Regions from separate parts of the Mus musculus genome. Here region 1 is linked to region 2. A link is a contact called in public Micro-C data. All regions are on one chromosome and are shown on one strand. The core of a region is the stretch at or near the end of the contact, and the rest is flanking DNA. Distances in the headings are between cores, read along the strand shown. Region 1 overlaps Arhgef10l (Rho guanine nucleotide exchange factor (GEF) 10-like). Region 2 overlaps Aldh4a1 (aldehyde dehydrogenase 4 family, member A1).

Region 1 (7,610 bases), core at 3,873-6,372, 950 kb before region 2:
GAGGGTCCTTCCAGCCCAAGGTGAGGAGCTTGGGGGACGTTTCTCAAAGTCTGGACTCTTTCAGGAAGGGATGTGGGTGGTGAGGACCAGGCACTAGACCCCTGTCTGGGGACCATCCATTTCCAGTAATAGCGAGCGAATGCATGATCAGTAAGATCATTGGGTTATCCTGAGCTAGGAAGTGACCTGGGATCCGCTGTTTGGCCACAGAGGACCTGGACTGGAGACAGGCGCTCCCCCTGCCCCCTGCATTTCTGTACAGACTAGGTCAAGTGCTCATGATGTTCATGGGCTCAGGCCGGTTTTTAGATTTCTTCTTAACCCAGCTAAATGGGTACAGTGGATCCTGGGCTCATTCAACATAGCTCTCCTGCCCTGCCAGGTACATCCTTAGACCCACACAGTGCCATTTGCCCTGGGAGTGGACAGGTGATGGTGGTGTGTGAGCGATGGCCGCATCAGAGCTGCTCTGGCCAGGCGTGTGCTTTCCAGCTGTCTCTACCTCACGCAGCCTCCTTTCTCCCGTGTGTTACACGAGGAGCCTCTGGGCTGGAGATCTGGTTCTCCTTCTCCTGCTCCGTCCCTGCTCCTCTCGCGTTCCATGCGGAGTCTGAGATTCTGTAGGCAAAGCTGAAGGGTCCTGCTTGACCAGAGGTGACCGGCTGGCTCCCTTTAGATATGGGGGTGGGGTGGGGCACAAGCTGGCTGGGGTTAGTGACTAGCTCCAGCTGCACCCATGGACTACCTGGTAAGGCTTACAGTATTCCTGCCTGTTCCTAGGTCTCAGGAGCCCCCTGGGAGAGGTGTGCTAGCTAGTATAGTTCAGAAAGCCTTCACTCAGCTTTGTGGTGACCAAGCCCAACTGCCTGGACCCAGGACTTCTCAGGATAGGTCACAGGAAGGACCTTAATGCTCGCCAACCATAATGCAGAATTCTTTTTTTAAAAAATAGTTTAATCACCCTTTAAATGTCAATCTCTCTCTTTTTAAAGATTTATTTTATGTATACAAGTACATTGAGATGGTTGTGAGCCTTCATGTGGCTGTTGGAAATTGAATTTAGGATCTCTGTTCGCTCCCGTTGGTCCGGTTAAGCCCGCTTGCTCAGTCTCTGCTCACTCCGGCCCAAAGATTTATTTATTATTATAAATAAGTACACTGCAGCAGTCTTAAGACACACACCAGAAGAGGGCGTCAGATCCCATTACAGATGGTTGTGAGCCACCATGTGGTTGCTGGGAATTGAACTCAGGACCTCTGGAAGAGTAGTCAGTGCTCTTAACCACTGAGCCATCTCTCCAGCCCTATAAAGCAGACTTCTTCAGACCCTGTTGAGCGTTGTCATAGGTCATAGGAAGGATACTAAGAGACCAGGAAGACCTGACCCAGGTGAACCTTTATGGTCTAGGAGGAGATACTGGGTATGATACAGTTTAAGATTGATGAGAAGGACTCCGGATGTGGCTCAGTTGGTAGAGTGCTTACCCAGAGTGCGTGAGGCTCTGATCCTTAGCACCTCGTAAACCAAGTCTGGCGGTGCGCAGCTCTAATGCCAGCGCTGGGCTGGTGAAGGCAAGAGGGTCAGAAGTTCAAGACTGCTATCTGCTGCTTAGAAGCCTGAGGTCAGCATGGGCTCCACGAGACCCTATCTTTGTAAAGAGAAAGAGAGGGAGAGGGGGAGGGAGAGAGAAAGAGAAACCTTTTTTGTTTCTATGAGTGCCTGGTACCTGTTGGGGACCAATGGGACAAACCTGAGGACTTACAAAGCCAGGTCAGAGTTGGGGCAGGATTCTTGAAGCCTAAGAAGATTTCCTGGTGCCTGCAGGCTGGAGAGACAGCCCATGCAGGCCTGTGACGGTTTCCTGTCTTCGGAGGGGGTATTCTATGCCCCCTTAGAGAGGAGGTGATACACCACAGACTCCCCAACGCCCTAAGTCACTTCTCCATGGAGATTAGGGTGTGTCAGACTCTGCTGCTCCAGATGGTGACATGGAGAATCGATGCCTTAGGCATGTTATGGTCCTTCCTCATCACCCAGGGCCGTCCCCCCTCCTCCCCTGCCCCCTTTCCTCTTCTTTGTTTTTTTGAGACAAGATTTCTCTATGTAGACTAGCCTGGCCTTGAACACAAAGTTCCTAGTGCAGGAATTAAAGGTGTGGGCACCACTATGCCTAGCTCCCTCCCACCTTCTTGCTGGGGACCTGAGAGGGACCTGCAGGAGGTGGAGATGGCAGACTTGTGCCACCCAACAGCAGCTTTAGTCTTTGAGAGCTGGTTGACATCACAGATACCAGGGACTTTCCTCCCAGGGACTCTCAAATCAGAGTTTGCCTTTTAACTCTCTGACATCAGGGGCTACAAGTGGCCCACAGAGCCCTAAGGAGTGCTAGATCTCTGGCTTATTGGGAACTTGTGCCTCTTAAGGGACTTTGGGCTAGGGTTGGATGGGGTTTTGCACTCTTCGTCCCCCAATTCAGGTCTAGGGGGTTTTAACAGGAGGGTCTTTTCTCTATGCATCTGCTAAGGCCGGTGTGCTCCCTAATGGCTCTAATGGCTGGTTCTCAGGCAGATGGGAAGGCGGGTGTGGCTTTTCCTCTCTGCCCTCTCTGCCGAGGGATGCTGCTAAGCACTGCCTGTAAGACTTTCCTCTCCAGAGCTGCTGGGGTCCCCGCTCTCTGCCTGGCATTGCAGCCACTGTGTGATTCGGGGCCACTGTTGCTTGCATCTGTGTGCTGCGTGTGCCGTGTGTGCTGCAAGGCTTTGGGTGGCAGGCATCTGAGGAAGCATTGTATGCTGTTCGTGGATTCTGACTAGAACCCCAGCTCCAAGCTAGCTAGTGGAGTCCCTACCTCAAAATGCCCGGGCCGATCAACTGTAGCTCCCAAAAATTGATCGAAGGGTCTCTAAAGGGACCTTAGAAGTTACTGTCTCAGATGTGAGCATCTGCCTTGAGCTTTGTTGGTCCCCAAGTGTCTGTTTTATTGGCCACCATGGTCAACAGATGTTGGCTGGGTGTGAGACCCCCTTTCTCTCTGCCTGTGACCTCTTTATAAGCAATTGTTGTGACCCACCCAGGGCAGTCTGGGAAGGGTGGGCTCATTACTGAAACACCCACGATGACTTCAGGTCCCATTCTGTTCAGCTCAGCCTGTGACCCTGGCTCTAATGCATCCCTATTCTTTTGACCCTTAGAGAGGTAAGGAGCCAGAGGCCAAGGGACTTGATGGCTTCTCTCTATAGCTGAGCAGGGCTTAGGGTAGAGCCCATCCTGCCTAGTGTGCTGGGGGTAAGCGGGCAGTGCTGCTGACAGGAACAGTTTCATTTATATGAGTGAAGCTCAGAGAGGTGAGGAGGTGACATGGTCACACAACAGCCAGTGACTGGCAAGGCCAGGATTCGGCTTTATATAAGGGTAAGAAGACATTATCCCTCTGTCCGTCTGCCATCAGTCATCCCTCCTCCATCCATTGATCCATCCATCCATCCATTTAATAAACCCAGAGGCTGTAGTAATAGATGGTATGCTATGGCTCCCAGCATTGAATCATTACTAAGCTCCAGGCTCTACATGGGACACGCGGAGACACGTATGCATCTCAATCATGCATAAATGTCTGCTTCTCTGTCTAGCGTTCTCCAGATAGCATGTGAGCCAGTTACCCACTGTTCATGCTTCCATGTTGTAGCCCATCCCTCCTTTCTTTCCTTCTGTCACTTCCCTTCTCCCCCCATCCCCTACAACCTCGATTCACTCACCATTTCCTCCAGGGAATGCCAGGGTCAGCTTGGGCTAGCTTGTCTGCATTATAAGTCCATGTTCAATGGTGTTACTTTGATAGCACCTGGCTGGCCAGGGTGAGGGTTTGCACACTGCGGAGACACCAAGACTCAGGGCTTGTATCCCCAAGAACCAGTTGGTAAGTATTTACTAGCTCAGCACTGCCTCTGGACATCCTGCTGTCTGTCCATCATCCATTTGCCCAGCTGGAGCTACCCATCCAAATGTAGACAATTGTTTGTTTATTTGTTCATTCACCTATCATACATCTATCCACCCTCCCACCCACCCACCCATCCATCCATCCATCCATCCATCCATCCATCCATCCATCCATCCATCCATCCATCCACCCATCCATCCATCCATCCATCCATCCATCCATCTACCCACCCACTCACCCATCCATCCACCCACTCACCCATCCATCCACCCACTCACCCATCCATCCACCCACCTACTCACCCATCCATCCACCCACTCACCCATCCATCCACCCACTCACCCACCCATCTACCCATCCACCCACCCACCCATCCATCCACACATCCACCCATCCACCCACTCACCCATCCACTCACCCACCCATCCATCCATCCACCCACCCACCTACCCATCCACCCACCTATCCACCCACCCACCTGTCCATCTGTCCATCCTTGTACATATCCATCTCTCTATGCCGTCCACTCATCAGTCCAGCCATCCTCTAACCACGTGTCCCTTTCTCTAGGCATTTGCCCACATAACTGTTCATTGTCCCTACCCTGTCACTCAACCCACCTACCCCCTGTCAGCCATCCATCTCACAACCTCTTATGCTGTAAGCCCCATCGTCAGGCCTGGGGTATCTAAGGATTGTTTCCCTTTCTCCATGAGAGGGACATCTGGGCTCACTTCCCTGTCCACTCTGCTGCCCAGCAGCTGGGATTCCCTGCAGTAGAGACCCAGTTTCAGCTGCCTGGCATGCTGAGCTGAAAGCCGTAGGTGCAGATTCCAGCTGGACGCACCCAGACTGCTATCCTGTCCGCCTGCCCCGATTGTCCGTCTGCCATGTGACCTGAGTCTCCTTTTCCCCTGTTGTCTGTGTTTTGTGTCCTCGCTGTCCCGCCTGCTCTTCTCGCCTGCTCTCCTTCTGCCTGGCCGCTTGGGGCCCCAGCTTTCTCCAGACCTGACTAGGCTAAAGGAGAGATACGTCAGGACTAAGAGAGACATCTTGGCTTTGAGAGTTGGGGGTAGAGACATGCAGGAGCTGAAGCTCAAGTGCGATTGTAAGGTACTGTCACATCCCTTGCTCCTGGCCCCAGGGGTGGGGGTGGGGCGTTCTGCTGGCCCACAGAGGAGTGGGGGGTGAGCCTGGGGAGTCTGTCACCTGGTTGTCCTTCACATCTGCACTGCAGGAGGGCGGAGCCATGAGCCAACTGTTCCTTCCACTTCCTCATTTTTGCCTAGACATGCCCCCCCCCCGCCCTGCCTTACACCTGCCACAAGGGTGCCAATGAGCCCCAAGAATGCCTGGTGGCATTGCACTTAACCCCTTGAGAATGACCTGGGGTTCTCTCTCTCTCTCTCTCTTTTTTTAAGATTTATTTATTATTATACATAAGTACACTGTAGCTGTCTTCAGACACCAGAAAAGGGCATCAGATCTCATTACAGGTGGTTGTGAGCCACCATGTGGTTGCTGGGATTTGAACTCAGGACCTTTGGAAGAGCAGTCAGTGCTCTTACCTGCTGAGCCATCGCGCCAGCCCTCTCTCTCTTTTTAATTCAGGTTCCTAGCCAGAACCAGGTAGCCACACACCTGTAATTCTAACTTGGGAGGCTAAGGCAGGAGGATTGGGAATTCAAGACCAGTGTGGGCTACATAGTAGGACTAGGCTTCTGGGTAACGCTGCTGACAGCAGTAGCTAGCCTTAACTGTGCACCACACAACATGAGCCATGGAGCCCTATGGACCCGGGTTCAGTCCCAGCCTCACTACCTCCTCTCTGAATGACCCTGGGCAGCAGACCCCTCTGGGTCCGCATTTCTCTGCCCTCAGTAGCAGCAACCCCAGGGTGGATGCTGGGACTGAATGTGAAGCCCGTAAGGTACTTGGTGACGTTTGGCTCTATGAGCTTAGTGATGGTGGCCACCGTTACTGTCCCCGGGGCACCCAGCGATGCCTGCCTTTCCACTGTGATTTAGCGTTAAGGAAAGTAGGCAGTGGTTGGTGGTCACTCCAGCAGTCAGCAGCAGTGTTGGGCTCTGTCTGGGCATGCTGGGCTCTGATGCTGTCAGTCATACAGTTCTGCCTGCATAGGAACCAGGGCCAGCAACAGGACAGGGAGGGACCCCAGCAGACATCGCTGGAGGTTGCGACCGATGAAGGGAGCAAGGAGAGGAAGGCAGGAGCCCATGGAGGCTTGCACGGTGTGGAAGGGCGCACATGCCAGGCCTGGGGAGCCTTCTGGGGTGTTCACCTGCTGTGCTCTAAGATGCCAAGCGGAAGGAAGGGCTCTGGTGACTCCCGAAGGCCCCTTGAACGATTCTGAGGTTAGACCCATTGATGGCTCCATCTAGGGATATAACCACCATAGTCCACTGTCTCAGAAGAGAGGCAGTTTCTGGGGTTGATGTCTGTTCCTCCTTTAGATTTTGGGTTTAGGTACTTATGATCCTTCTTCCCAAGAGACCAAGAATCATGACTGTGGATACAGGGAGGGGTGGGGACCCGCTTCCCTTTTCTCCTGTTTCCTGAAAACCTGTCTTGTTCCTAAAAAGCCACTACCCTGTGTTGGTTCTCCAGTCTCAGCCCCTCCCACCCCCCTCTCAGCAAGCCTCCCCCAGGCTCTCAGCTCCCTCCTCTCCTTAGGCTCTCAATGTCCCCAAGTTCTCAGATCCTCTAGGCTCTCATCCCCCCCAGGCTTTCAGTAACCCCCAGGCTCTTAGGTCCCCACCAGTTTCTCAGTCCCTAGGGTCTCAGTCCCCCAGGCTCTCAGCCCCCCAAGGCTCTCAGTACCTCTAGGCTCTCCCAGCTTCTCCTAGGCTCTTAGAACCCCTAGGCTGTCAGTACCCACAAGCTCTCAGTACCTCCAGACTCTCAGTATCCCCTCCCCAAGACTCTCAGTACCCTCAGGCTCTGGGTCCATCCTCACTCAGACCCCCATGAAGAGAAGTGTGTAGCTCCCTTCAGCTGGGAGCCAAAGAGCTGTCAGAGGTAAAAGTGAGAGCCCTGAACCCAGGAGGACCCTGTCTCCCAGATCTGCATCCTCACCTTTATCAGAGTCTGAGGAAGGAGGGGGTTTCCTGGAACATCCACGCCGTGGCTGTGGGGCTCTTCCCATTAACAGTGACACGAAATCACAATCTCTAATTCTTAGTCACACGGCAGGCACAGCCAGAGTGCCCACTAGTCCACACATGGCCCTTGTATTGGACGGGGGTCACCCTTGAGGAACATCATGGTAGCTAATGCTGCTGGTGCTGGGGTAGGAACAGGGCAAAGGGGCAGATGTTTCCTGTCAGGTCCGGGTATCTGCTTCCCACTCTGATCACCCTCCTTTTGCCTCAAGGCCCGCTTGGCTGGCTTTATTGGCAGCACCAGGGTGTGGCTTCTGCATCTTGGGGCCTCAGTGTTCCCTCCCTGTGGGCAGAGGCTCAGAATGGAACCCGGCTGTTGGGAAAGAGGGGTGGGGCTTCTTATCTGTCTCAGCAGATGAATCAATGGGACAGAGCTTGGGGAGCAGGTTGCCTCAGTGATCTTCCTAGATCTGCCTGGCCTGTTCGTTTTCTGCCCAACCTGGGAGGGTAGCTTGGGCTCTTCAGTCTGAGGTTCAGAGAGATGGAG
Region 2 (7,152 bases), core at 119-2,618:
GGTTCCGTGGCCCAGGGAGTCCGGGAAACACTGCATAGCCAGTTATACTCTCTGAGGATATAAATGGAGTACTAAAAGCTCTGAGAAACCCTGGAGGAGGAGAGTCCATTGGCTTTGCCTCACAACGTGCATCAAGTGTTTGTGATCAGAGAATGGTTTCTCAGGGAGAGAGTTACCACTGCTGATGAGAGACCACGCTGCTGTCCTCTCAGCTAGCTTCCTCCTTTCCTGTCCCCCCTCCACACCCACAAATGGGCTCCTTCCTCCCCTGCTCAGACCCGTGCTTTCCACACAGCAGCCCTGAGTCATGTGTGCCACCAACACAGGTCCAAAAAGGAACACAGCTTTCAGTCCCCGCCACAGGCATGATTAGGTGTTTCATGCTCACACATAGCTCCGGGGGCGGGGGGGGGGGGGAGGAGTGTCACTGTGCAGGCTGATAGAGAAGTCCCCATTGTTGGCTCAAAGGATCCCAAGAAGATCCAAGTGACCCTTCTCTTTCTCCTGGTTGCTCATAATGGCTCAGGAAGGGGGGGTCCCTGGAAGCGTGTGAGGGGCGGGGCTCACCTCCAGCCAAGCGTGGGAAGGTACGGAACCGGTCCAGGTTCTGGGCCACCTGCCTCCACAGGTGTTTGAAGGTGCTAGAACCAAGAGACACAGTGTCAAGAAGCCACGAGAGGAAGAGGCTAAAAAGACCTGGGGGAAATGCCTAAGGCGGGTGTGCAGGGGTCACGGTAGTACCAGGAGGAACTAAGTGGATACTGGCAGCTGTGATGGGGGTGGGGTGGCACCCAGAAGGCCCAGATGTGAAAACAGATAGTGCTGGTCCCGGGCTCTGACACAGGGCTGTGTGAAGTGTCGCCAAGCCTCCAATTCTGCACCTCACCTGAAGAATGAGCTCGGCCCACAGGCGTTCCAGAATAAGCCCGAACTTAGGCTCACGCTGGGCACACTGCAGTCGCTCAAAAGCAACACACACCTCGGTGGCTATGGGGAGCATCCTGGCCCAGGGCCTGGCCTGACAGACCAAACCAACAGCTCAGGCCACCCGGACCTGCCGCCCCTGAGACACAAGCCTCCTCCCCGGGCTTCACTGTGACCAACCTCAACACCACAAAACAATAAAAATGCTAATCACCCGGCACAGCAGCTAACGGTAATTTATGACTTTGCTACCTTCGGCCTAGCAGCTTGCTAGAGCGTAGCAAACAGGGGGCCAGGCCCTCTCTCTGCCTGCTAACAGGCAGAGACCCGAGCACTGGCAGGACAGGCCTCTGGGGAAAAGGCCCTGTCAGCACTCCTCAAGCTACCAACCACCCACACTGGCGAACCAGGCACGGAGGGTGCAGAGACGCCATTGCAGGTGCCACACAGTAAGGGCTGCAGATGCTAAATGGGACACGGGGCTGTCCCAGTCAGCTCCACCCACTCGACCAGAAAGCTCCTCAGTCAGTGACCTACACATGACTCAACTGCCCCCAAGCCTGTATACCCTGACAGTATCAATCCCTCTTCCTACCGAGGCCAGACTGTCCCGGACTCAGACCCTGGCTGCAGACCCCCACTGGCTCACCACCCTGCTTGGTGTACTATGCCCTAGGCTCTGAGATCTCTACATGATCCATAGCTATTATCCCAATCCCTGAAGCTCCCAACTTCCAGACCTTTTGAAGCCGAATCCTAGGAGAGAGTACAGACAGGAGAGGAGGGCAAACAGTGGGCAGACCTGGGATACACAGACCCAGGTATGGAGAGGGTCTGAGGAAGCTACAAAGTGTTGTCCACCTCTAGCTAATGAGACGTGCAGGCCCAGGGGGACCGGAACATACACCACATAAGGTTTAAAAGATAAAACACTCCCAATTAGACATGTCCGGGCTATGGCTCTTAGGAATCCAAGAAAACAAAGCTAGCCCCTCTTAGATCCAATGGGCAACCCCAGCCTGAAACAGTACAGTGCTTAGACCAATTCCCTAGAACCTTCCGCGTCTCCCACCACCTTCCGCGTGCAGCCCACACACACCTCTGCAGATTCGGAAGACTCCTAGGAGCTGCTGGGCCAAATCTGAAAGATGGGACCCAGGGAGGCGGAGTGGACAGGTGGCGAGCAGGGACCTTGACCTCATAGCTAACTTATCTCCAGCCTTGACACAGAACTCTGTGCTTCGGGGGGGGGGGGGTGGGGGGTGTTGGGGGTTGGGGGTTGGAAGACACTTGCTGAGTCTGCGTGCTGATGCCTGGTCTGCCCCTCTGACTCCACCCTCCAGGCCCAGGGGACACGCCCTGCAAAGTATCACAGGCTTAGCCAGCAGGCCCCCTTAGTATCCTCCTCCTTCCTATAACCCTGTTCCCACCTCCTCACCTCTGCCTAGCCAACCTTCCACGGGGGTGCCTCCTCCACAATGCAGGCCCAGCATCTCCTGTTTCCAGCTCACCCGTTCATGCCCTCTGTGGTGGGAGGCTGTCCTCAGCCACGGGCTGTGTTTCCAGCCCACACAATGGTTCACCTTTTCCATCCTTTCAAAGATTCACCAAGATAGGGACCCCTCCACTCTCATTCGGCACAGTGGCTCGCCCATGCTCACACAGAGGGAGTGGGCAAGGCCAGCGTGTGACCGCTGGGTTCACAGCCGCAAACATCAGCTCATATCCCTACACCCCATGTCCCGTCCCACCCCCTCAGGGACTTACGGGACACTGCCTGTAAAATTGATGCCACAAAGGTGCTCTGAGCTGGTGACTGTGTCCCCGAAGGTTGGCCCGTCGGCTGGCACAAACTGGATTATGTTGGGGGGCAAGCCGGCCTCCCGGAGGATGCGGTAGACGGCGTAGCTAGCCAGCATGGCAGTGTCACTGGGCTTCCACAGAACCACGTTGCCCTGTCATAAAGGTGTCAAACATGATTCACAAGGTGGCGAAAGACCAACCATGCCAGCATGTATCCCGCTGCACAGCACGGTCACCCCTATGGGAACCTGATTCAGACCCTATCCAAGCTCACTGTGCTGTCAAGCTCACAGCACTGTTTGTGCTGTTTTCCAGAGGCCCCTGCCATGGAGACCCCAGTCTTCACCTCTCACTCTGGCCTGGGCCCCCTTTCCCTGCAAGCCTGGGCCGAGTCTTGCCTTCATTCCAGGTTACGACTGTTCCCAGTGTTCTGGGACATCCCAGGGTGTGGCTGGACAAGTACGCACACACTACATGCACGTGCGCTGAGTCAGAGCACGTGCAGCCTCATAGGCACCAGGAGGGCCCGATCCACAATGCACGAGGCTGTCCCTGTGCATGCACAGAGAGCACAAACGCCATGCCTAAGGTCCAGGCTGCTGGACCAACACCAGCTCTCTTCCTGGCAGGCTTTTGGATCCCCCACATCAGCCTGGGAGCTCCCTCAGGTACAGGTGCCTTCTCTCAACAATGACAGAAGACCTGTGGCTTTCAGTTCAGAGCTCCAGACTCCAAATTCCTATCTATCCCTCCACAAGTTCCTAATGGGCATCTCAGGTATCACCTGGCAAAGAGGCACAGGGGCAGCCACCCCTCTCATAGCTTTTCAAGTTAACTGACATCGTTAGCACACAGTGTCAATGGCTGCCACACATATGAGTCCTCTAGGTCACCAGCAACAGCAGCAGCAGCTGTCAGATCCATGGCTCAGTCTTGGCTGGATCTGCCTGGCATCTAGCATATCTCAATCTTTGTGAGTTGATGGTGTGAGCCCTGATACACACACACACACACACACACACACACACACACACACGCACACACATGCTATTGCTCCTGCTGAATGGAGGAGGAAACTGTGCCTCTCAGCTTGGGTTCTGCCCTGGTCTCCCACAAATGGACAAGGCTGTAAGATAAACCAAGAGCTGGAACCCAAAAACGTATCCACAGCCCCAGCTGCTACTCTCTGTACTTCTCCCATAACTATGGGCAGACTGGGTTTGAGATCCGGGGTGTGACTAACTGGCCCCTGGCCCCGGTCCTCACCATTAAGGCCGGAGCGCCTGCCAGGTTGCCTCCAATCGCGGTGAAGTTGAAGGGAGAGATGGCCGCCACGAAGCCCTGAGGGAGAGGGAGCTTGTGAGATGAAGCTCAATGCTCCTAGGAGGCCCTGTGGCTCACTGCCTGCCCTGCAGTACCTCCAGTCCCCGGTACACCGTGTGGTTGGTGCTGGGTGGCACACTGATGGGCTGTTCCCCCTCCAGTTCCACGGCGAACTTTGCGTTGAACCTGAAGAAGTCGATGAGTTCGGCTGCAGCATCGATCTCTGCTTGGATCACGGTCTTGCCCTGTTAGGATGGCGGCCCAGCTTCAATGACACCAGACAGGCCAGAGCCAGCTCAGAGAAGGGAACAAAACCTCCAATGGGCTGACCATGCCTTGCCCCAGGACTGAGGAGGGAAAGGACCTGATTCTCAGACCTCTGACCATCTTGCAGAGGTACGCGGTTCATAATTCTTTGGCATATTGTTAGAGTGTGTAGCGTAGGAGACTAAGACCTTCAGGGTGCTTCCTAAAATCCCTTGAATCTAAGACCTTCAGGGTGCTTCCTAAAATCCCTTGAATCTCAAGCCAAACAAAAAGGCTGTGACAACCACACATGACGATGTCTCATCACAATCGCAACTCTGAAGGGAAGGCGAGGAGCTGTCATCCCACCTCCACGCAGCAGAGGGCGCTCTTGTCACAGAGCTGGGTGAGTAGGTGGGCAGCCTGGGGTTTTGGTGGCTGTTAATTCTTAAGGAATTCAGGTGAGCATTTCCTGGAGCAGACTAAACCTCTCTCCATGACTCCGTCCTCAGTGCAGTGTGCTGCTCACTCTACAAAACCATTTCTCAAAATCCCATTTTTCATTTGACAACTTAAAGATGAATATCAAGCAAGACACCTCTCACATGGGCAGTAAATATACAATTAACAGCCCACTGCGGCCTGAGCTTTAACTATAACTGACACCACACACACAGCTCCAGACTGGGGCAGAATGGCCCTTCTGAGCCTGGAATTCCAGGAAGCCCCTTAGAGGACAAAATAGAGCCAGGCCAGATGGTCAGAGTCCCCTCTAGGCAGGGGACACTGGGCAGAGCCAGAGGGAGTCTGAGCTTCCCCACAGACTCCTGCTAAGCCCAAACTCACTCCATCAAAGGCAAAACAGCCTCGCAGGAAACTTAAGAGTACTGAAAAACAAGACAGAAGAAGGGTAGAGGGGCCCAATGGGGTGAGGACCCGGCAGAGACCCTGGCAGTCCCTGGGTCAGGAGCAACTCTGTGGTTGTTTAAGAGCGCCCACTGAGGGCTGCAGGGGGGCCTGGCTGAGCTGAAGGCAGAGAGGCTGGCACAAGTTCCGACCTGCAGTGTGTGAGCCCCATGTGTCCCAGGCTGGCTGTGCAGGCTGCCTGACACCTCTGTGGATGGCAGTGCCATGCAGTGATGTCAGAAGGCTGGCCACTAGGAGGGCCTGAAATGACAAAGGTGTGGCCTGGAGTAGGATGGCAGGACTGAAGGGGAGGTGATAGGCCATGGTGGGACACATGGGCTCACCATTGTCGGCCGCATCTGGTAACCTATGTTACAGCCTTGTTTCTGGGGAGCATCTCCAAGTCCCCGACAGCTCCTGGCACACAGAAGCTGTTCAGCTAATGTCTGGTGTCAGGAATGGAGTCTGACAGCCTGACAGAGCCTGACGGGGCCTGTCCATCCTCACCTGTCCCACCATGGTCTTGGCAAGGACTTCCGCCCTTCGGGGCCCACTCAGCATATCTGCCGCCTTCAGGAAGACCTGGGCCCGGTCTGCCATGGGCTTCAGGTCCCACTCTTTCCTGGCAGCCAAGGCAGCATCGATGGCTCTGTTGAGCAAGGCCTGGAGAGAGAGATAAAGGGCTGTCTTCTGCCTTACACAGCGGGGCACACAGGGGGGACCAGAAGGACACTAGCTACCAGCAGAAGGCCCCCCAAGTCCTGTCCACACTGCTACAGACAGCCCATCCTGCTGTTATTGTGAGGTCTGAGGCTCCTGCCTCACTCACTCCCATGGTCTAAGGAGGTGCCACACCCTCGGGATCTCTGACACTCCAGCCTTGGGGTCAGAACCACGGCTTGGCACACATACTAGCTACAGGTGACCCAGACCCCACCAGCCCTCATTACCATGTAGCACCAGCCACTCCCATGGGCTGGCTGGCTCTCTCTATCTATCTATCTATCTGTCTCTATCTCTATCTCTATCTCTATCTCTATCTCTATCCCTCTATCTCTATCTCTCGGCCTGGCTTTCCATCTACGTATCTAACTGCTCAGACTGTCTTACAGAATCTACGCCATCCCTGAAAGACCCCCTCCCCAGGTCAGCTCCAAGTGGTGGGCACTTTAGTGGGAATATTTGGTGCTATTACTGCCCTGATCAACACAGCTAGGTTTTGGCTCCAGTTAACCTGTACATGTCTGGTTCTGTTGCAGACTCAGCCCAAAGATTCCAGGGCCAGGGAAAAGGCGGTGCGGTCCACTCCCACCATGGTCATCGGGGACTCAGGAACTCACCTTATCAGCATAGCAGAACTTGGCCACCTTGTGTGCATGGTTAAAGGGCTGAAAGAAGAGGGGAGTAGGTGTCACCGTTTATAAGTAAAGTCAACACCACAGAGTTCTGCTCCATTTGTGAGTTATCAGCTTCTGTGGTCACTCGGACTTGTCTGAATCCCACCCAGCTCAACTGCCAGGCCATGGCAACTCCCCCCAGAAGCTGTGCACCCAGCCTCATTTAAAAGCTCTTCCAACAGGCCAGGGAGGCAGCTCAGTGGGTAAAGGCGCTTGCCGCTCAAGCTTTGCGATGCGACTCCAATATCCCAGAACGCAGAGGTGGACGGAGAGAACTGACCCCACAAAGTTGTCCTCTGACCTCCACTCTGTCCTCTCCTCTCCAGGGGAGAGCCCTTCCCTCCCCCCGCCTCTGACTGTGAGACCTGCGAGCTCCCTGGTCTGCTGAAGGCCACGCTGGTTTCTAGAGGGATTGAACTCCAGTTAGGAACTGATCTATGGGAAGACGCCACCGGCGACACCCACACCCTTCCCAAGCTCCTTGCTTTGGACATGCCTCAGGAATGGACCGTGAGTGGCACCCTCTGATTCTAGAAGTTTTAGGCATCCACAG

Evidence for each region. Hi-C and Micro-C count contacts between places; a contact is called where the count stands out from the background.
Region 1: a Micro-C map of the G1E-ER4 cell line shows a contact between it and region 2. The contact joins two enhancer-like sites. A contact is called at or near these places in 1 of 39 promoter capture datasets (liver), 2 of 484 Hi-C or Micro-C datasets (both in the G1E-ER4 cell line) and 4 of 115 datasets of contacts at active chromatin or transcription factors (acute myeloid leukemia, astrocytes, forebrain and 1 more).

The regions. Positions count from the first base shown.
Region 1 is chr4:140,584,228-140,591,837 of GRCm38.p6, reverse strand. Arhgef10l (Rho guanine nucleotide exchange factor (GEF) 10-like) reads left to right here. Exons shown (of 29, transcript NM_001290803.1): 7 at 1-20; 8 at 4,938-5,054. Among named protein-coding and RNA genes, the nearest start is that of Gm42335, 17 kb to the left of the region's middle. Within about 2 kb of position 5,122, at least 15 of the 459 cell types and tissues checked have an H3K27ac peak or open chromatin away from gene starts, as enhancers often do. A contact at or near this core is called in the G1E-ER4 cell line and acute myeloid leukemia, where this site is marked.
Region 2 is chr4:139,634,102-139,641,253 of GRCm38.p6, reverse strand. It overlaps Aldh4a1 (aldehyde dehydrogenase 4 family, member A1), which reads right to left. Exons shown (of 15, transcript NM_175438.4): 4 at 6,543-6,590; 5 at 5,710-5,865; 6 at 4,146-4,295; 7 at 3,994-4,068; 8 at 2,692-2,879; 9 at 568-641. Among named protein-coding and RNA genes, the nearest start is that of Mir7020, 6.4 kb to the left of the region's middle. Within about 2 kb of position 1,368, at least 55 of the 459 cell types and tissues checked have an H3K27ac peak or open chromatin away from gene starts, as enhancers often do. A contact at or near this core is called in the G1E-ER4 cell line and acute myeloid leukemia, where this site is marked.